Linked DNA regions of Sus scrofa: all the other regions are linked to region 1. Evidence: chromatin contacts called from public Hi-C data. All regions are on one chromosome and are shown on one strand. The core of a region is the stretch at or near the end of the contact, and the rest is flanking DNA. Distances in the headings are between cores, read along the strand shown.

Region 1 (3,980 bases), core at 790-3,289:
TTTTGCTTTTTAATTAACTATACCTACTTTGATTCCTAGTATCACAGTTATCTCTATATATCTAAGTTTCTAAATAATTGGGTCACATAATCTTTTGGAAAGATTGTCCTTTTATCATTTTTGAGGAAGTAACCTTTAATTAACACAGGAAAAAATTAATTTGCCACTATTTCTTCCTTGTGAGAATGAAATTTTTACCTAAGCTATAGTTTAAAACAAAATTTTCTTACTAGAGCAGTAGATTACAAAATTTTCATACTGGAGCAGTAGATTAACACATTGAAGAAAGTCAAGGAATGATTTGCAGTTAATAGCCATCACACATCATGACAATCACAAAATATTCACTTCTAAAAAAAGTGGGCTTGATATTATTTAATCATTTCAGTAGAAACACAACTAACTTGGATTTACAAATTGAACAGGTAGTTAAGTTGAAATAACATTTCCTAGTTATTTTACTAATAGCAGCCTTCATTTTTCACTGTATTTGAGCAAGGTGAAATAAAAATGGATAAAAATGGCATACCCATTGGACAAAAAAAAAAAAATTTTCTTTTTCTTTTTCCCAAAGTCTATAGATATAATTTAAAGGAAGGATATAGCATATACCCTCAATCCTAGTCACCCAGCATTTCTGGTGTCTGCTTATTCCTTGGGAAAAATTCTGAATTGTGATTGAGGCCAGAAAGGGAGATAGGGGACTGAGGGTTAAAATAGAGTTGAGATCAGGGCTGAGGCCAAAGGGAAAGGACAGAAGGAGAGATGGAGGCAAGTAAAAACAAATTGGAGCTGAAGTCAGAGCAAGACAGAAGAATTTGTCTAATAGAATAGGTTGAAGGTTAGTGAAAAATGGAGACAGAAAAGTGAAATCATGAGAAATCATCCCAATTGTTTTAGGATTCCAGAGTATCCAGTATATTCTCCTCCAAAATAATCCAGATAGTAAAGTCCTATCACATCATTTATAAAGTTCTTAAAGTTCCAGCCAGATAAAAACACATGACAAAAAAGTTCATTATATCTTCTACTGATTAACTGGAACAGAAAATACTGAACACATAATATTAATACTTCCAGTAAACCAGAAAGGTATATAAAGCATATTAATCTAGTAACCTTTTTTTTTTTTTTTTAATCTTCTTCTTAAATTCTTAGGAGAAGTGATCACTTAAAAGTTAGGAAAGTAAGTGTGAATTTTCTTCCCTCAGGTTTTCAGTAGTTATTGTCCTCAAAATATTTGGGATATTAAGAAAGTCACTTATAATATCCAAAAGTATAACCATCTTTCCAAAAGGGAGTGTCAGCAAAAATGTTAAGTCATGATCATACTCCATAAATAATTTCTTTCCCAAACAGGTTAAACAAGTAACTGAACAAAGGAAAGAAAATAATACTCAGAACTATGAATCTTGTAATATTGGTGTCTATGTTGACTCAGATGAATCTCAAAATATCAAAAGCATTGGTTTCATAAAGTGTGCCCTCAATATGTTTTGATATTTCAAATTGTATATTGTATAATATTGATTATTAGCTCTTGTCTGATAATGATAACAAAAAGAAAAAAATGTTTGTGTATGTCCTTATGTGAATTACCTTGGATTTTGCAAATTCAGATAAAGGCCAAATATGGACCTAGTTCTGCCCTCACCATCTTAGGCAATGAACACAAGCTACTTATTTTCAAAATCTTGAAGCAGAACGTAAAATCCTTTTATAAGACTTCGATAACTATGATAACTAATATCAACTTCTGAAATGATATGTACACTTATTCACTAATGTCATATTCAATCTAATTTATTTCTATGCCCATTAAACTTTCATAATAAATAATGACTTGGCCACAGATCCTAGATTTGACCTGTTGGTTTGACCAAGGAAACCTTGGCATCTCATTCCCAGTACACTGAACAGCTGAGTAGAAATAGCCTGCAGCTGGTGTCAGATTGGTTCACAGCAGCTCATATGCAACAGGCAACCTGATCACAGTGCTTTACTGAGGTGCATTATTTATGGCCCTTGGCAACTGCCAGTCACATTACACTGCATTACGCAAGTATTGCATCTGTGGTTCAGGATTGGGGGAGAAATAGACTTTATTAGATACAGGTCATATTCAATAAGAAAAAAAGATAAATAATTCATATGTGAACATGAGAATAGTGCTTTAACATCTATCTAAAAGCTATTAATAATTATTCCTTAAGTGTTGAAGCAATAGGTGCTATTTTTATGCAAAGTTTTAGATCACAAATCACATTGGAATGGGAATTAGATATTTCTGGTTCTGGCCAGGTCTGAGTCATTTTGTAAAAATCCCTAATAATAATTGTTTCCACTGCTGGCACTGCCCATCTGCTGCTATGCCAACCTGGATAAGAGCAGCTGTGTACATGGGTGTGAAGGGTCAGCAGGGTGTGCCTGTGGTTGAGCTGAAGACTTCCACAGTTCAAATGTTGTGTTCTTATGCAGCAAGTCCTAGAACCTGTCAGCTTTCATTGGGAATAGAGTGTTTCTTAGAATACACTGATGGTAGAGCTACATATTTTTGTCCCATTCTAAAAATTTTTAATACCCAATACCCCTAGTATATCTGCTCAGATACAAAAATCAGATTTTTCCCAAAGAATATTTATAACTATTCCCCACTAGATGTAACAGGATCCTGTCAAAGTGTCTTGAATGCATATTCTTCTAAAGATCAAAATAATGCAATGAAGAGTTATTCAGGAGCAGTTACCAACATAAGAGCCCCATCTCTCATTTTGGTTATTTAGCTTGGTGTTTTCCTGATAGTGGTTACTTAGTTTGGTATATTTTTCTATAAGCAGATTTTATGTTTCTTAAGGAAAGCTAAAAGAACCCAGACAGAAACTGGAAGAGAAAAGTAGGAGAAAGATGACTAAATACTGTTAAGAAATCATTCAGGTTTGGTAAGCCAAATACAGTTTTGGCAGGCACAAATTTCATTACAAGTGACTTAAACAAAACATCAAAAAGATCTTACTTTTTTGAGGGGGAGGTCCCCATGCACCCTCTCTCCATGCAACTATTATAGAGTACAGTAAAATATATAATACTTCCAAATTTTTATATCTTCCCCTCTGTGAAGCTGGGGATCATCTCAATCAATTCTTGTATTCACTGATGTTCACCATTTAGTAGATACACAAACATGCTTTCTCAATGAGTGATGACTGAAAGAATAAATGAACAGTCTTAAAGCATCAGTCAATGTTTTAATTATCCTCAGGAGCTAGAGGTCCTTGGAAGCCATTTTGGAAAAAAAAAAAAAATCCTAAGGAAATTCCTTAAAAAAAGAATAACATACAGGCACTAGTATTTGGTTTAGGTTCTTTACCAGCCTCAGATGTAAACTGTCATATCTATTTTAATACTTAAATTGACTGCTAGCAAATATTCTTTGCCAAAAATAGTGGACCCTCTAGTATCTCTCCCCTCTTCACCTTACCTTGTACAGCACATCTGGAAATCTTACTCATACTAAAGAATCAGTTTTCCTTTGATATTTCCTGAGGCTGTAACGAATTTCTCAGAAAGCTATATTGGGAAAGATTTGCTTTTTTGACTATAAATTGATGAGGTGAAATCTTGTTCTACAAAAAAAGCTTTAACAATTTTATTGAGATATATTTCAAATATACTACCATTCCCCATTTTAAAAAGTGTGATTCAATGGTTTTTAGCATATTCACAGAGTTGTTCTGCAAATTTTAATGCTTTCCTATTCATTTCCTGTAGCAACCTTGCTGGCCCATATATATTTCCACAGATCACAGTGATTCCTTCAGGAAGGAGAATTCAGCTTCTAATGGTACTCAAAGTCAAGGGTACTCAAGGCTTAAAGAGTCTAGATTATGACTCCATGCTTTAAATTCATAAGCCCATTGATTCTAGAATACAATGCTTATCCCAGTGCCAGGCTGCCTAAGTAAAAAGTAAATTCAGGCCTT
Region 2 (3,980 bases), core at 560-3,059, 370 kb before region 1:
TTAAAAAACAAAGAAACTAACAAACTCATAGAAAAAAAGATCAGATTTGTTTGCTACAGGTATGGGATTGTGGGGTGGGGAACTGGATGAAAGTGATCAAAAGGTGAAAACTTCCAGTAATAGGATAAATAACTACTGGAGATGTAGTGTAGAACATGACAAATATAGTTAACATTGCTGTATGTTATATATGAAAGTTGTTAAGTTCTCATCACAAGAAAAAATTTTTTTTTCTATTACTTTAACTTTGTATTTATATGACATGATGGGTGTTCACTAAAATTATTGGGATAATCATTTCATGATGTATGTAAGCTAATTCATGAGGTACATCTTAAATACATGTAGTACTGGAGTTCCCGTCTTGGTGCAGTGGTTAACATATCTGACTAGGAACCAGGGATTCGGGTTCGATCCCTGGCCTTGCTCAGTGGGTTAAGGATCCGGCATTACCGTCAGCTGTGGTATAGGTTGCAGAAGCGGCTCGGATCCCACGTTGCTGTGGCTCTGGCATAGGCCGGCGGCTACAGCTCTGATTTGACTCCTAGCCTGGGAACATCCATATGCTGCGGGTGTGGCCCTAGAAAAGACAAAAAGATGAAAAAAAAAAAAATACATGTAGTACTGTATGTCAACTATATCTCAATAAAACTGCAACAAAAAAAATATTGTAAGAACCAGGTATTGTAAACAAATTTCTCATTACACAGTTTCCAAGTTACTATTGACACTGCAAGAAGGGCTCCATCATTAGAATCTAACCTACCCTGAATCATAGAAAGAGAATGGAATCCAATCAAAAACCTTGGCCTTGAATATCAATGATTTCCTCCTAGATGAAGAGTTGTTACCTTCTTTGGCATCTCATCATGTACAGACTACTTTACTTTGCATCTTCTCTAAATACTTTGTTTAGCCCTACTCATTGTCCCCTAACCTTTAAATTAGCTATGTCTGTTAAAAGCAATTTTCACATATTGTGACTGAAGGTTCATTTAGTCAACAAATATTTGTCACACACTGTGTATTGAATATTGTTTTTACTAGAAATATAGCAACATACAAAAGAGGCAAAAAGCCATATCCTTGTAGTCTTGCTACATTCTAGTTTACATACTAGTGGGGAAAGAATATATCAAACAGGATTAACAAGAAACATATCATAAGTTAAGCCAAGCTAAATATTTAAGAAGGAAAAGGTAGTAAAGGAAGATAGATGGTTTAGTGGTGGGGAGAGCTGTTGAGTTTTGATGGGGTGACTAGGAAGGGAACAGCTATAGCAGGGAGCTATGTGATCATTTGGAGAAAAGGGCTCAAGAAGTGAAAAAGTTCCAAGGCAGGAGAGTTCTGGAATGTTTATTGGAGGAATCCAGTGTGGCTGGAGTAGATTGGACACCCTGAACAGTGACCCAAGATGAAGTCTAAGAAACAAAGAATGTGTATATTAGGAAAAGATCATGTGGATTTAAATATAAGGAAGGCTTATGCTGTGAATGAAATGGGAAGCCATTGCAAGGTGTTCAATAGGACAGTCATGTTCTGGCAGATTTTAATAGAGTTGCATTGGCTGCTAGATCAACAGTCATATTAAAATGTGCAAAAGCAGAAGCAGAGACCAGACAAAGAGGCCAATGCAATAATTCAGGGGGAAATCAGTGACTTGAATCTGTTGGTATCAGTAGAGATTGTGAGTGGAGATTAGATCTTGAAGGAAGAAGATTTGCTAGTAAATGAGGTATTAAGTGTGACAGAAATGGAGAAGTGAAGACTGATTCCTTGTTTTGGCTTGAGCTACTGGAAGCATTTTAGTTTCCATTAAGTCAGATAGGAAGATCCCTGGTGGGGCAGGCTTAGTGGAGGGTGTAAGGGAAACTAATATCAAGAGTTTAGTGCTATTCATTTTAGGTTTGGAGATGTCCATTAAACATTCAAATGAAAAGGCTGAGTGGGCAGTTGGATTTGTAAATTTGGAATTCAGAAGAGAGATGTGAACATATAATTTGAGAGTTAGCATGTAGAGGCATTTAAAGCCATGAGACTGATGATCCATTTCATACAAATTGTGACAGACTTCTGTCATCGCTAGGGAAGTTTATCATATTAAATTTCAAGAGTAATGCTATTTTTAAGGTAATGCTATTTTAGGGTAGTGCTAAAATCTCTGTGCTTTTTAGAACTCAGTATATTTCTACAGGCTTAGAAGAGTTAGTCCTAGCATTTATTACACAAAAGATAGAATAATGCTTACATTAAAATCAAAAATGAAAAAGAAGTATGCAAAATTATATGCATTATATAATCAGAAAAGTGTAAAAGATGCTTAGACAAAGATGTGAAGGAAATACAAAATTTTTTATTTTGATTATCTTAGGCATTAGGATTATGGATACAATTTTCTAATTTTTTCTTTAATTCATTCTCCAAATTTTCCATAAAGTATTAATTTTTTTTAAAAAAGTGGGCAAAAAAATAAAGTTCCAAGGTTATGCAAATAAAAATTTCTTCCTGTGTGCTGATGAGCCAATCAGATATGTAACAGAACCCAGTGACTAACTGCACTGCATTTCATCATTTGTGATTATATATTATATGATATAAAACATAAAAATGAAGATGAAGGGCATTCACCAATCTTATCTGGATATCATATAAACATATGTGGTTTATTGACAGCTTATCAATACCTGAGACCAGGTGTTCTAGAGAAATAAGAATTAAAGAGGTCTCATAACCAGCCTGGTCCAAGGAGCTCACTATATTCAGGCTGCTCATTATTTCCACATCAACTTGGTGCAATTTCCAGCTCCTGTTTTGGTCTCTGATCTCCTTCTCCAGCACACAGGCTCCCTTTGGGATTTCTTTTTTAACGCAAACTTTCACCATGGGGTTTTTTCCCACCTTGTTATTCCAGACACACTGAAGGGTTTTGATTCTTCAAGGTTTATTTCAAAGTGCTTCAAAGAGGGACCTCCTGAAGTGGTATAAAATAGATTTAACAATACCAACCTCCCTCATAAGGCTGCTGTGAGGAATAATAATATAAAAGACTACAAAGCACTTTGTAAATATAAAGTTCTATACAAATGCTTAATAATAATTACTGGGCATAGCACAACGCAGTCTTTTGTGTGTTCATATTAAGTGCCAATGTGTTGGATAAGTTTCCTTCCTCCAGTCATTCTTCTATATTTATAATAAAAATGTTTTATTTAAAATCATGTATAGAACCTCCTCATGCTCCACACCTTGGATGTGTTTACAAGCAAGAACCGAAACAATGTCAGCTGGTGGGAAAAGAATCAGGTTGTCTTGGGTGCAGCTCTCTTTATGTTTGAAGATGCTTTGGCACAGTAGGGAAACCAGAGATGTATAACCTCATGGTATTTTTTTTTTCTCTGAATGGTTAGATACATATATCTGTCCATTGACAGGGCAGTACTTTCTGCATTCAGATCAATATGAAGATTTGCTTAAGTTATGCAATCACATCTCTGTTTTTGTCGATACAAGGGAATCAACCTTACTCTTCAAATTTTCATCAATTGGCACTGAAATTAAATAGCTTCAGATTTCTTGTGTTATTACAAGTTTCTTTAAACAATCCCTTTCATTCACCAGATTTTTACAGTCTTGGTCTATTGGTCTGTTTTCTCATTTGTAACCAAATCTTCCAAATATAGCATTCCTTCTGTGTCTGAAAAGTATCCATTTAAGAGACCATCTACCTTTGGCTAGTAGAATTCTCATGAAAACAAATCTGATCAAAATAGTTTTATTTAGAAATATTCTTATAATTCTTTTCTAAGATAAAATTTGGCCTAAATTATCTCCACAGTAATCCCCCAGTGCAGTAGCTATAAAGATAAACTTGACCAGTTTTCCAAAGCATAAGACTATATCCCTGTCACACTAAGATGCATAGAAACTGACAGGGGATAAGAATCCAAATGTAGGAAAGCTTTGTTTACTCCATGGACCAA
Region 3 (3,980 bases), core at 1,030-3,529, 290 kb after region 1:
ATTTAATTTGCTCTGCTTTCTTCCCAGCCTGTGCTTCACTGGGTTCCCTCTTCCTGAGCCTCCAAATTTTCTCATATAATCTCCATTCACAAAGAACAACTTGATAAAACTTTGCCAAGGAAGAACCTAACAAGTTATTTCTTCTAGTAACATGTATGTTTCTAAAAGTGATGTCTAGGGAATCACAGTTTATCACCAACAGTGGAATTTCTGGAAATGCTTTTTAGGTCCCCCTTTGGTGCAAACAACTAAGCTTAGCCTCATTTACACTTTTATACCAAATTGAACCATATGTCTTATTTCACATGCCACAACTGTTCCCTTCTACCTATTATTAAGAATTTTGCAATGGATGCACACAGGATTTTCCAGGATAAATAGAGTAGAAAATATTCGCAGTTTCATGAAACTCACCTTATTTAGTACAACAATTTCCAACTCCTGTGAGTAGTTCTACAGAGTTTTGCAAGCAATTATTACAGGATGTTTTCATTCTATCCAGTACTAGCTAGTGAGATAAAAAGCAGTCTTTCATCAAGCCTGATGTAAATTTTTTACTATCATATCCTTTAAATAGAGACTAAAGCCAGGGGAACCTAAGAACATTTAGCAAAGCCAAAAAGGAAACCAGAATATTTTAAGCTCAGAACACTGACTATTTAATTTTGGTAAAATTTTCCTTTTAAGTAGCAGTAATGTGCTCTAATTTATAGCCACAAATTTGGACTATCAGGAAAGAAAGAAATAAGGAAAGAAAGAGAAAAAGAGGGAAAGGAGGGAAGAAAGAAGGGAAGTGAAAGCAGCTCTTTTACCCCTTTCCTGTTTGCCAATTTCTGTTCCCCTCTAAACTTAAAAGTACCTAATTATAGGAATGAGATGACTAAACAATTGAACTGACTCTACTGAATGCACACCATGTCTTGTCTCACCTGTTGATTCTTTTCCTAAATAAAAAGAATTAAGCAGTTAAAAATTGATTAGCTCTCTATCCCCAACAGCCCCCATCAGCAATCCTGCAGGAAGATCACACAGGTAAAATAATATCTGAAGGGAAAGTCATTCAATGGACAATGATGCAGAACCCAACCTCCTGCCTTAAAGATTCCCTGAGATCCTCCCCACCCTCTGCCCCCAGTTTTTCCTTTAACAACTGTCCTGGCTGAGCAGAATCTTCAGAGTTAGTTTCTAGACACAAGTCCACCTTCTCTCCAGATAGCCTGCTTTTCTGATTAAAGCAACTTTTCTTTCTACTGACACTTGTCTCTCAAATTATTGACTTATGAGAAGCAAGCAGCCAAACCTAGGTTCAGTGAAGGAAGGGAGGAAAGGAGGAAGGAAGGACAGAGGAAAGGGAAAAGGAGGAGAAAGTGGGAACAGGGGGAGTGATGCCTTTCTGTGGTACCATAAACCTCTCCATTTGAATAACAAAACTGGCCAAAACGGAAAACTCCCTTTTGAAATTTACACTACGATATGAGGCAACAACCAAGGTTTCTGCATTGAAACAACTTCGCCACAGATTAATCTCAACATCTTCAACATAGTGATTCCCAGTCCTAGATGCACAGTGAGGCACTTAGCAAAATTTAAACTATACCGACGGTCCAGAAAACTCCCAAGATTTTGAGGGGATTGGCCTGGGGTGCAGCCTGGGCATCAGGAGATTTAAAAGATCCGGATGTGCAGGTATCCAGAGTCCAACACTGGACAGAAGACAAGAGCTGTTCCAGGCGCCTGTTTGAGCTGACTGCGCTTCAAGGAGACCCTGCTTCACTAGACCGCGACCTCCTGTGGAACCTCCAGAGCTTTCCCGGCATTTACTTAGTGAAACAGGGCCAGTGGTGGATTGAAGTCTCACATAGTAGCTCTCTGACACACTAATCAATTCCTCTCTCTCTCTCTTTCGGCTCTGATTCAAACTGCCTCAGGGAAAGAGACAAACAGCCGAGCCAAAGGACCGCGGCCACTGGATCACCTTTCTTTGACGAAAGAGCCAGAACCCGCCTTTCAGTAAGGCAGAGGCAGAATAGGAACGCGGCTGCCCTCTGGCGGCCTCTTGGGCGGCCTCTTTCCTGAAAAAGGAGTGTGAACGACTAATCAGACTTTCCCACTTGGTTGACATACTAGAAATAGGCTTAAATATCACTATAATGGAAGGGTTTTGTGGGGACAGAGAGAACTTTAAGGGAGAGCAGAGCCAGCCAGCCCTCCTGTAGGCCAAGTGGAACAAACACTTGCCTTCAAATCTTTCACCCACCTGTCTGCCTTCAAAGTTCTTTAAGGACTCAGGAGAGAGGTTAGCCCAAGAATAAGCGTTTTCTTCCCAGGAAGGCTCTAGCACAGTGGTTCTCAAGTTCAGTGGGCATTAAAATCACCTGGCGGGGGAGGTCCTATCGTGGCGCAGTGGAAACAAATCTCACTAAGAACCATGAGGTTGCAGTTCAATTCCTGGCCTCACTTAGTGGATTAAGGACCTGGGGTGAGCTGTGGTGTAGGTCGCAGATGCAGCTCAGATCTGGCGTGGCTGTGGCTGTGGTGTAGGCCGGAAGCTGCAGTTCTGATTAGACCCCTAGCCTGGAAAGCTCCATATTCCGCAAGTGAGGCCCTAAAAAGCAAAAAAAAAGAAAAAGAAAAAAAAAAAGTCACTTTGTGGGCTTGTAGAACTCTTGATCTTTGGGCCCTACTGCCCGGGTTTCCGATTTAGCCTATCTGGCTTTTGGGCCTGAGACTTTACCTTCCTAACAAATTCCCAAATGATAGTGCTGGTCCAGGGACCATACTTGGAGAAGCACTGGACAAACGGGCAAAGATCAGTTAATTCTTAGAAGCAATCTAATAAATCCATCAGAACTTCAGTCAAATGGAGACGAGACTGGGTGAAGTATCCATAGACTGGGCCACTGAGCAGGGTCAAAATATTTTGTCACTATGCAATTGTTCCTAAACATCAGTGGAGTAGCATAAGGCAGCCAAAAATACCAACAAAGAAGTGATCTGGATGACAATTGAACAAAAAATACCTCCTCATTGTTTTTGCCCAGTGTCCTCTGGGGGTCTCCAGGAAACATTGCATGTTCTATTGCCTAAACACCAAATCATCCCAATCTATTTAATTTAGAGGGAAGCAGACCCGATTCAAAAGCCAAAATGACAAGTTACAATAGATTTTAAACAGAGGATTTTCTATGGACAGAAGGCGATGAGAGATATATTAGTTTTCATTCCAACACCGCCACCTAGTGAAATTTTGTTTTAACATCAAACAACCTAAAATGGTGGTTTATTTTAACAGAAAAGGGCCACATCACTTGCCTACTGTGATACAACCCAAAAGGGTAAGTGAACAAAAACAGTATATTGTGGCATGCATAAGCCATTTTTGTATGAAAAGAGAGCAAAGATATTAGCTGAGGACTTTCATAAACCAAAAAATATGCACAGATTTCCCAAAGTAGTCTGATAAGAATAGGTAGTGAAAATGGGAACTTATATCAAAACATTATCTTCAAGTGCTGGGTGTATGTGCTAAAGCCTCAAGCCTCCTGATAATAATTGATAACTAATTATAGGAAAAGAAAAGAAAAATGCCTATGTTCTGTATAAATGTAAAATGATCCATATAATTGCACACCTTATAAACAAAACAGTTGAATAAGTCAAATTCTCTCTTCTCTACTATGGACCCCAGGAAGAGAGAGAGAGAGAGAAAGGAAAAAAGAGACACAAAATCACTGCTGTTGGCCCTGAGAAGGAAATGGAAAGTAAACCACTCAAGATGTTAAAAATCTGCTTTGCTGCCCACAAAATTTATATGCAAACCCCTGTTACAGGTGAGCTGATAGTTTAAGTAAGGGTAAGCATTCACTGAACATTAACAAGAAGCAATTTTATTTTTCCAACCACTGTTCCAAATGTGACTGATGGACTGCCACTTTCCTGCCTCACAATATCTCAGGCAGATTATTAATGTCTAATAATTT

What was found. Hi-C and Micro-C count contacts between places; a contact is called where the count stands out from the background.
Region 2: a Hi-C map of skeletal muscle shows a contact between it and region 1, with 6 times the contacts expected there. The contact joins two enhancer-like sites. A contact is called at or near these places in 1 of 47 Hi-C or Micro-C datasets (skeletal muscle) and 1 of 2 datasets of contacts at active chromatin or transcription factors (skeletal muscle).
Region 3: a contact with region 1 is called in a Hi-C map of skeletal muscle, with 4 times the contacts expected there. The contact joins two enhancer-like sites. A contact is called at or near these places in 1 of 47 Hi-C or Micro-C datasets (skeletal muscle) and 1 of 2 datasets of contacts at active chromatin or transcription factors (skeletal muscle).

Annotation. Positions count from the first base shown.
Region 1 is chr15:85,993,495-85,997,474 of Sscrofa11.1, reverse strand. No RefSeq gene overlaps it. Among named protein-coding and RNA genes, the nearest start is that of CWC22, 390 kb to the right of the region's middle. Within about 2 kb of position 2,039, at least 9 of the 83 cell types and tissues checked have an H3K27ac peak or open chromatin away from gene starts, as enhancers often do. A contact at or near this core is called in skeletal muscle, where this site is marked.
Region 2 is chr15:86,365,775-86,369,754 of Sscrofa11.1, reverse strand. No RefSeq gene overlaps it. Among named protein-coding and RNA genes, the nearest start is that of UBE2E3, 100 kb to the left of the region's middle. Within about 2 kb of position 1,809, at least 1 of the 83 cell types and tissues checked has an H3K27ac peak or open chromatin away from gene starts, as enhancers often do. A contact at or near this core is called in skeletal muscle, where this site is marked.
Region 3 is chr15:85,703,865-85,707,844 of Sscrofa11.1, reverse strand. No RefSeq gene overlaps it. Among named protein-coding and RNA genes, the nearest start is that of CWC22, 100 kb to the right of the region's middle. Within about 2 kb of position 2,279, at least 5 of the 83 cell types and tissues checked have an H3K27ac peak or open chromatin away from gene starts, as enhancers often do. A contact at or near this core is called in skeletal muscle, where this site is marked.